Linked DNA regions of Mus musculus: region 2 is linked to region 1. A link is a contact called in public promoter capture Hi-C data. All regions are on one chromosome and are shown on one strand. The core of a region is the stretch at or near the end of the contact, and the rest is flanking DNA. Distances in the headings are between cores, read along the strand shown.

What was found. Capture Hi-C pulls out chosen DNA fragments and counts their contacts.
Region 2: a contact with region 1 is called in a promoter capture Hi-C map of adipose tissue. The contact joins two enhancer-like sites. A contact is called at or near these places in 1 of 39 promoter capture datasets (pre-B cells), 1 of 115 datasets of contacts at active chromatin or transcription factors (pancreatic cancer cells) and 1 of 9 other capture datasets (adipose tissue).

The regions. Positions count from the first base shown.
Region 1 is chr5:144,157,365-144,161,117 of GRCm38.p6, reverse strand. The region is part of intron 7 of Lmtk2 (lemur tyrosine kinase 2); the gene reads right to left. Among named protein-coding and RNA genes, the nearest start is that of Bhlha15, 31 kb to the left of the region's middle. Within about 2 kb of position 2,282, at least 113 of the 459 cell types and tissues checked have an H3K27ac peak or open chromatin away from gene starts, as enhancers often do. A contact at or near this core is called in adipose tissue and pancreatic cancer cells, where this site is marked.
Region 2 is chr5:144,288,810-144,292,651 of GRCm38.p6, reverse strand. All of the region lies in intron 3 of Baiap2l1 (BAI1-associated protein 2-like 1), which reads left to right. Among named protein-coding and RNA genes, the nearest start is that of Gm15708, 14 kb to the right of the region's middle. Within about 2 kb of position 2,406, at least 54 of the 459 cell types and tissues checked have an H3K27ac peak or open chromatin away from gene starts, as enhancers often do. A contact at or near this core is called in adipose tissue and pancreatic cancer cells, where this site is marked.

The DNA of each region.
Region 1 (3,753 bases), core at 1,033-3,532:
GAGGGCCACAGACACAGACATACCAGTAGATGGTGTGTGCCTTGATTTATTGAGTCTCATGTGGCAGGAATAGCCTCAAACTCTATGTAGCTAAGGGTGACCTTCTGGTCTAATCTCCCTCCACCTCCCAAATCTCGGAATCCCAGGTATCCATTCCTGCTTCTGGAGGGGCTTGAGATAGATCCTGGCCAGTATCCTATCTCCTGAGCTACACAGAGATGCTACACTAACTGAGCAGCAAGGGTGCTAGGTTCTTTCTGTGCCCTCCTGAAGTGCAAGGTTGTTGTTGCTGGTGGTGGCTTTTTTCTTTTTCTTTTTTGTTTTAAAGTCTTCCTCCTTTCCCTCTACCTTCCAAGTAGCACAAATTAACAAACTGGTAGGTACAGTCTTTCTACATAATGTTCACACCAAAACAAATATACGAAAGGCACACACTGTTATGGCTACTAACTTGCACGTTAATACTTAAGATATCACAACACAGAATTCCCTCCTGTTAAATAGCCTAGTCAGCCATCCTAAGCCACAACTATACACTATTCAACAGTAACTAGTTGAAGCTTACACTAGTTCTCTCGTGAATGTCTGTTTCTCCCATTTGCTACCCTTTCGGGCAATACTGGGGTAGTTATTTTGTTTGTCTGTTTGAAGCAGTCTTATTGTGCAGTCCAAGCTAGTCTTGAACTTGTAGTTCTCCTGTCTTGGCCTCCTAACCGCTGAGCACAATGGGTTTTGTTTCTTTTAAAGAATTTTTTTTTTTTTTTTAGTAAGCCTGGTGGTGGTGACAAATGCCTTTAATCCCAGCATTCAGGAGGCAGAGGCAGGGAGATCTCTGAGTTTAAGGACAGTCTGCTCTACAGAGAGAATTTCAGGACAGCCAAGGCTACACAGAGAAATCCTATCTTAAAAATCAAAACAAAATAAACCAACCAACCAACCAACGAAAACCCCAAACCCCCAAACCAACAACAATGCACAATTCTCTTTAGCTGAGTATGGCAGTGTACACCGTTAATAATCCTAGCCCTTGGGAGGCAAAGGTGGATGATCTCAGTGAGTTCTAGGCCACTCAGGGTTCACACAGTAAGACCTGGTCTTAAAAAAGAGAAGGAAGGAAGGAAGTAGTAAAAAAAAGAAAACAAAACCCAAACCAGGTGTGTACAGAAAAGTCTCCTGCCCTTACCTCCTGGGTCTGTGCTCCTGCTGGCTATCAGACGGCTACTTAGCCAGTTTGAGTACAAACACCACTCATTCAGTGACCTGACAGTACCTGCTGCTCAGGAGACCTTGAAAGCAGAGGACAGGGACACTAGGCTTTGTTTGGGTCACCTGTGGAATGGTAACAGCAACATGTGCTGTTCACATGGCCTTTAAGAACACACTGTGTGTATGACCTCTGAGATGAAGGCTGCCTGAGACCCTGCGATAAGGCTCTCTTTAAACATTATGTAAAAACAAATTTTAACTAGACCAGTTTCTAACATAAGAACAACTTTGGGTTAGACAGGTGGACTGGTCTATTTCAACCAAGTCCTCTGAGTCAACCAACATTCTAAACCTCAATTTAAACTAAAGCCACATGGAGGCCACCTACACAGGAAGAATTTAAACAACAGTGCCCACAAGAGCCTTCACATCAAACAGCATGTGTGTGTGTGTGTGTGTGTGTGTGCATGCGTGAGGAGTGTGTATGGACATCTGAGTATGCAGGTATGCACATGTGCATGTGGAGGCCAGAGGATAACCTCGGGTGTGGCTCCTCAGTCTTACAATGCCACTCCCCCAGCCATCGGTACTCGCTGTCCCTGAGGAAGCTGGGTGAGCTAGGCATTCAGCACTCATTCATCTGTCTATCCAGCACTGCGATTACAAGCTTACAATGCCACACTGGGTTTCTATAAAACATAAAAACATGGGTTCGGGCTGCAGAAGACTTGGCGGCTCTTCGCAGCATCCACATGGCAGCCCACAACTGCCTGGAACTCTAGTTCCAGAGGATCCAATGCCCTCTCAGGTCTCTGAGGCCAGTGTGTGAGTCTGGCCTTACATACACACAGGCAAACACTCATATACATAAAAAACCAAGATAGATATATATTTTGGACAATAAATTAAATAAATAAAAAACAAGGGGTCAAACTCTGGCCCTGTAAGTTCTTTACCAGCTAAGCTATCACACAGCCAGCCCGAAGCAGTCACTTTAAAAAGCATGTAACAGCTGCCAATGGTTCCAAGGTTCTGTGCCTTGGGCTTTGTGCTTGGATCTCGTCCAGGCCATGTGATCTGTCTTTGTTTGTTTTCCAGACGCTGAGGCCTTGCCTTGAGGAAGCAGGAGGAAAGCACTACTGGTCAGGGCAGCTCTGTCATCTTTAAGCACACAGTGGTGAACAGCCCTTACACACACTTCCCAGGGGCCTCTGACAACTTCATGTTGTGATTTTGATCAGAGACGTAAGTGTCTGTGTGTGTGTGTGTGTGTGTGTGTGTGTGTGTGTGTGTGCCTGTGTGTGTGTGTGTGTGTGTGTGTACAACCTTTAATGTTCCTCATGTGCTGGCCACCTTGTATTTTGAGACAAGGCTGGCTGGCCAGTCAGACCAGTGAAATCCATTTCCAGCCCTGAGATTACAAATATCTTACTATTTTCAGGTTTTGTTTTTAGTGTAGGCTCTGGGGATTGAACTCAGGCCCTTAAGTTTGTAAGCAAGCACTATCCTAGCCCTCCTTAAGCAAAAAAAGGTGTGTGTGTGTGTGTGTGTGTGTGTGTGTGTGTGTGTGTGTGTCTGCAGAGGCTAGGGGAGGAAGTGAGATTCCCTAGTGCTGGAGTCACGCACAGGAGTGAGCTGCCTGAGGTGTGTGCTGCGAACTGAATTTGGGTCCTCTGCAGGAGCAGTGTGAACCTGCGCCACCTCTCCAGCCCAAGACTTGTTTTTGAACTTATAAACGTCACAGACATCTCTTCGAGACAGGTATGCCTTTTCAGATCTTTAGGTTATTAAGAGATAGCTGAGCTGTTTAAAGTCAGCCAAAGAGCACTTGCTACATAAGCATGAGGGATGGATTATGGTCTTACACCCGGTGTCCTGCTCATGCCTGCAACCCCACCTGAGGTGAGGCAGAGACAACATCACAGGGGATCGCTGACTTCCAGCTTAACTGAGAAAGTGGCAGGTAGGAAGAGTGCCTGCATCAAAGGCAATTCTCACTGAAGACAGAGAGTGAGAAAGAAAGATATCTGACTCCCTCTTCTGGAATGGTGTTCTTGACTCTATTCCAAAATAATTCTATTTTGAAAATTTGGAACTTGAAAGCCTGAAGCAGGAAGCTTTTTCTAATTCATGGAGCAGACTACAAAGTAAACTGTGCAACCCCCAGGGGCGGCCCTGATCACATACACACACAGCCCCAAACTGCCTGAACTCCAGCGTGCAAAGCAGAGGAGGCCCTTCAGACCTGACACTCTTAAGCCAACTTGCTAGCTGGCCAGAAACCAAGGCCACCTACAGAAAGAAAAAAGACTGTTGCTTCCAGCACCTCTTCCTCGGGGCTGTGACGGGGAGCACCTGACAGGACCCCAGCCTAAAGCTTACGGAGTAGAAGCTCAGAGCCAGAGGTCAGGAGAGAGCCAGCGACATTCCCTCCCTACCCTGAGGCTTGTGCACTTCCTACACCGCTGCACATTCCTCAGGGATTCCCCAGACTTCAGGCTGCATTCATTCCACTCCTCAGCATTGGTTTAACTCCAGCCCAACTCT
Region 2 (3,842 bases), core at 1,157-3,656, 130 kb before region 1:
TACTGGTTAGTTCATAATGTTGTTCCACCTATAGGGTTGCAGATCCCTTTAGCTCCTTGGCTACTTTCTCTAGCTCCTCCATTGGGAGCCCTGTGATCCATCCATTAGCTGACTGTGAGCATCCACTTCTGTGTTTGCTAGGCCCCTAAAGGGAATTTTTAAATTACTATTTTTAATTTTGTGTGTGTGTGTGTGTACATGTGAGTGTAGATACCCACAGAAGTCAGAGACCTTAGACTTCCACAGAGCTGGAGTTACAGGAGGTTATAGTGGGAATCAAACTCAGATAGATCCTCTTCAAGAGTGGTAGTTAACCATGAGCCATCTCTCCAGCCTGTAGCTGCAACTTCTATTTGACTTTGGAGAACTATTCACTTTCAGGTCTTTGACTGTGATCACTTTCTAAGGAGGAGGTTGGTAGAGATCTTACTTCAAGTACAGCTTAGGTGTCAATGCACCTACCAGTACACCTCCTTATCCCTCCATTATCTCCAGCAATCAGCACTGGACTCCCCAGGACCAGGACGACATAATCTGCATCCTCCTCCCCTTCCTCCTCCTCCCTTTCCTCCTCTTCTCCCTCCTCCAATACTAAATAGGTAAATGAGGGGGTCAGTGAGATAGCCCAGTGGGTTCCCTCCTCCAATACTAAATAGGTAAATGAGGGGGTCAGTGAGATAGCCCAGTGGGTTCCCTCCTCCAATACTAAATAGGTAAATGAGGGGGTCAGTGAGATAGCCCAGTGGGTAAAAGCCTAAGTTCAATCTCCAAAATCCCACATAGTAGAAGAAGAGAACAAACTCCAACTAAGTCATCATCTTCTGTCCTCCATATGTGTGCGTGCATGTACACACACACACACACACACACACACTAAGTGTAAATAGGTAAATACATTTCATTCAGTTAGATTCAGTTACAGTATGTTACTGTAAACCTATTTTATAAATGCTAAGCAGAGGTTGAGTCTGGACCAGGACCTCAAGGTATTTTAGGTGCCAAATCTTTGTCCTCGCTAGAATCCTATCCAAGCCATTTTGTATCTGGTGAGTATCAACTGCGAGCATACTGGTCACTTTCCTCTCATCTTCCATATAAAGTCACTGTCTGCTTTCCAGTTCATTGGTTTTTAAAAACATTTCTGTTAACAAGAATCTTAACTTATTCCTCATCCTAACTTTACAACTGTTAGTGATTTTTGCTCTAACAGTCTTTCCTATGATGGTGGCTAAATGGTGATTTCCCAAGTCTGGCAGATCCTTTCATGATCTATAGTTTGTTGCCGTCCTTCACTGTTTTGATGCTCAGGTTAGAATACCCCATATCTGACGAGCTGACTCTTGTGACATACCCCTCCGGGTCATTTATTTGTTTATTTTGGGGAACACTGGCAGAATAATTATATGATGTTACAAGACATTAATTGGAGCTGTAGCTTCAGTTGGTTAAGTCAAGAGTGAGACCCAGCTAAGCTCTGTTGTACAGATATGCTGCTATTTGTGAAGTTTTTCTTCTATTGTTGCAAATTTACTTGACTTGTTGGTTGGGATTTTGTTTGGTTGGTTTGGTTTGGGGTTTTGGGGGGTTTTGTTTTGTTTTCCAAGACAGTTTCTCTGTGTAGCCTTGGTTGTCCTGGAACTCACTTTTTAGACCAGGCTGGCCTTGAACTCAGAGATATGCCTGCCTTTGCCTCCCAAGTACTGGGATTAAAGAAGCGCTGATCAGAGGAGAGCCACCGCCTGCCTCCAGGGGCTAAGAGCCCGGTTTAAAGGCAGTGGATCATCCTGAGTGTGCTCAGGTGTTTGTGGTTAGGGTAGGTGCTGTGCCTCTTCAGCACACACCTGTCAGTTCAGCAGCACATCTGTGGGCTTTGCTTTCTGCCTTCACTGTTCTGATTAATTTTTTATTGCACTTTATTTATTTTGCATGTGAAAGTCAAAGAAAAGCTGTAGGAGTTGCTTCTCCCCTTCCTCCAACTGGATCCCGGGATTGAATTCAGTCGCCAGGCTTGGCAGCCAGCCTTTCCCTTCTTAGACCCCATTGTAGTTTCTCCTCATCACATTTGCTACCTGTAAAACTGTCAGGAAAGCCGCCGAGCACAGGCGGCACACACACACCTTTATTCCCAGCACTCGTGAGGCAGAGGCAGGTGGATATCTGAGTCTGAACGAGCCTGATCTACAGATCGAATTCTGGGACAGCCAGGGATACACAGAGAAACCCTGTCTTAAATGAGCAAGCAAGCAAACAAACAAACTAAAAACAAGCAAAAAAAAAACCCACTCAGAAAAACTATACATTTTCCCAGTGACATTTTTGGTCATTTTCACTTCAGTCCACACAGTATGACTCCAGGCCAGTAGTAGGTTGGCTTCTACAGCGTCATTTTATTATCTGATCCCACTTGTAGTAGCATGTAGGAAGTAGCATGTGACTCAGCCATTACCCTGCACTCTCTGGAAATAACAAATGTGTTGTAATTATCTGTGACCAGATATAAATGGAAAGAACTGGGCTTGGTTTTCTTTCTTTCTCTCTCTCTCTCTCTCTCTCTCTCTCTCTCTCTCTCTCTCTCTCTCTCTTTTAAATGTCTGCCTGAATTCAGCATGTGTTCTTTGCTGCCTCTATCCTTGGCAGGCTCCATCTGGCTCCTCCACATTCTTACAGTGAATTGGTAAAGCCTTATCTCACTGAAGTGTATTAATAGACCAGCTGGGTGTGGTGGTGCATGCTTGCAATCCCAGCACTTAGGAGGTAGACAGAGGAGGATTGTAAGTTTGAAGACGGCCTATATTACAAGAGCCTGTGTCAAAGACCAGGTAGAGAAACTCTAGTGTGAACTGAGAATGTAGCTCAGCTGATGAGCCCTTGCCTAACCGCTCGCTCCGACCCAAAGATTTATTTATTATTATATGTAAGTACACTGTAGCTGTCTTCAGACATACCAGAAGAGGGCGTCAGATCTCATTACAGATGGTTGTGAGCCACCATGTGGTTGCTGGGATTTGAACTCAGAACCTTCGGAAGAGCAGTCGGTGCTCTTAACCACTGAGCCATCTCTCCAGCCTGACCAGCTATTTTCTTTAAGTCTTATTATTTAACATTTTAAGGTCACTTTGCCTACCAGCCACATGCATAGCCATTACAAAGTATTGTTTAAATTATATTCCTAAAACCTAGAGTAATACTGCTGTTTGCAACAGTTGCTGTGAGCACTGTCTCAGTTGAACTCAGGAATTTGAAATGTTTTGTTGTGTCCATGTTTTACCTAAATCCCTTTGATTTAGCCAGCACTGTGGCTCAGTACAGAACTTGTCCACATGGCAAGTTCCATCTACAGCACTGCGAGAATTTTTAATTTTAACAATAAATTCCCTATTATTGCCCCCATTAAGAATCCAATTTATTCAGATTGAGTCACATGGCTATAATGATGTGAATTTCCTCCTGAGATGTTGGCTCCCAACCTGAAAGGAGAAAGGAGAGGGTTGGTGCAGCCTGCAGCATGGCTTCCTGTTGGGGCATGCACTCTGCTCTGTCTGAGTCTGGGTTGGGCTTTCTCAGCTCCTCCTCAGGGTTCTCTGTCCTTTCTCCTTCTCAAGTATAATTCATGAAAACATTGGTTAGAGCATGGGGCATACAACAGCACAGAGCAGGATGCTTTCATTCCTGAAGTAACACTTGCCCAAACCGAGAGTAGACGTCTATGGACTTAACCTAAAGCAATTTTGTGTCTGTTTCAAGGTACTCTTCTGCAGGTTACACAATCACAACCAAGGTGTGTCTCGGTCAGTTTTCTAAAACCAAGGACTTGGGAGGTCAACTTTGGAATTCCACAGACC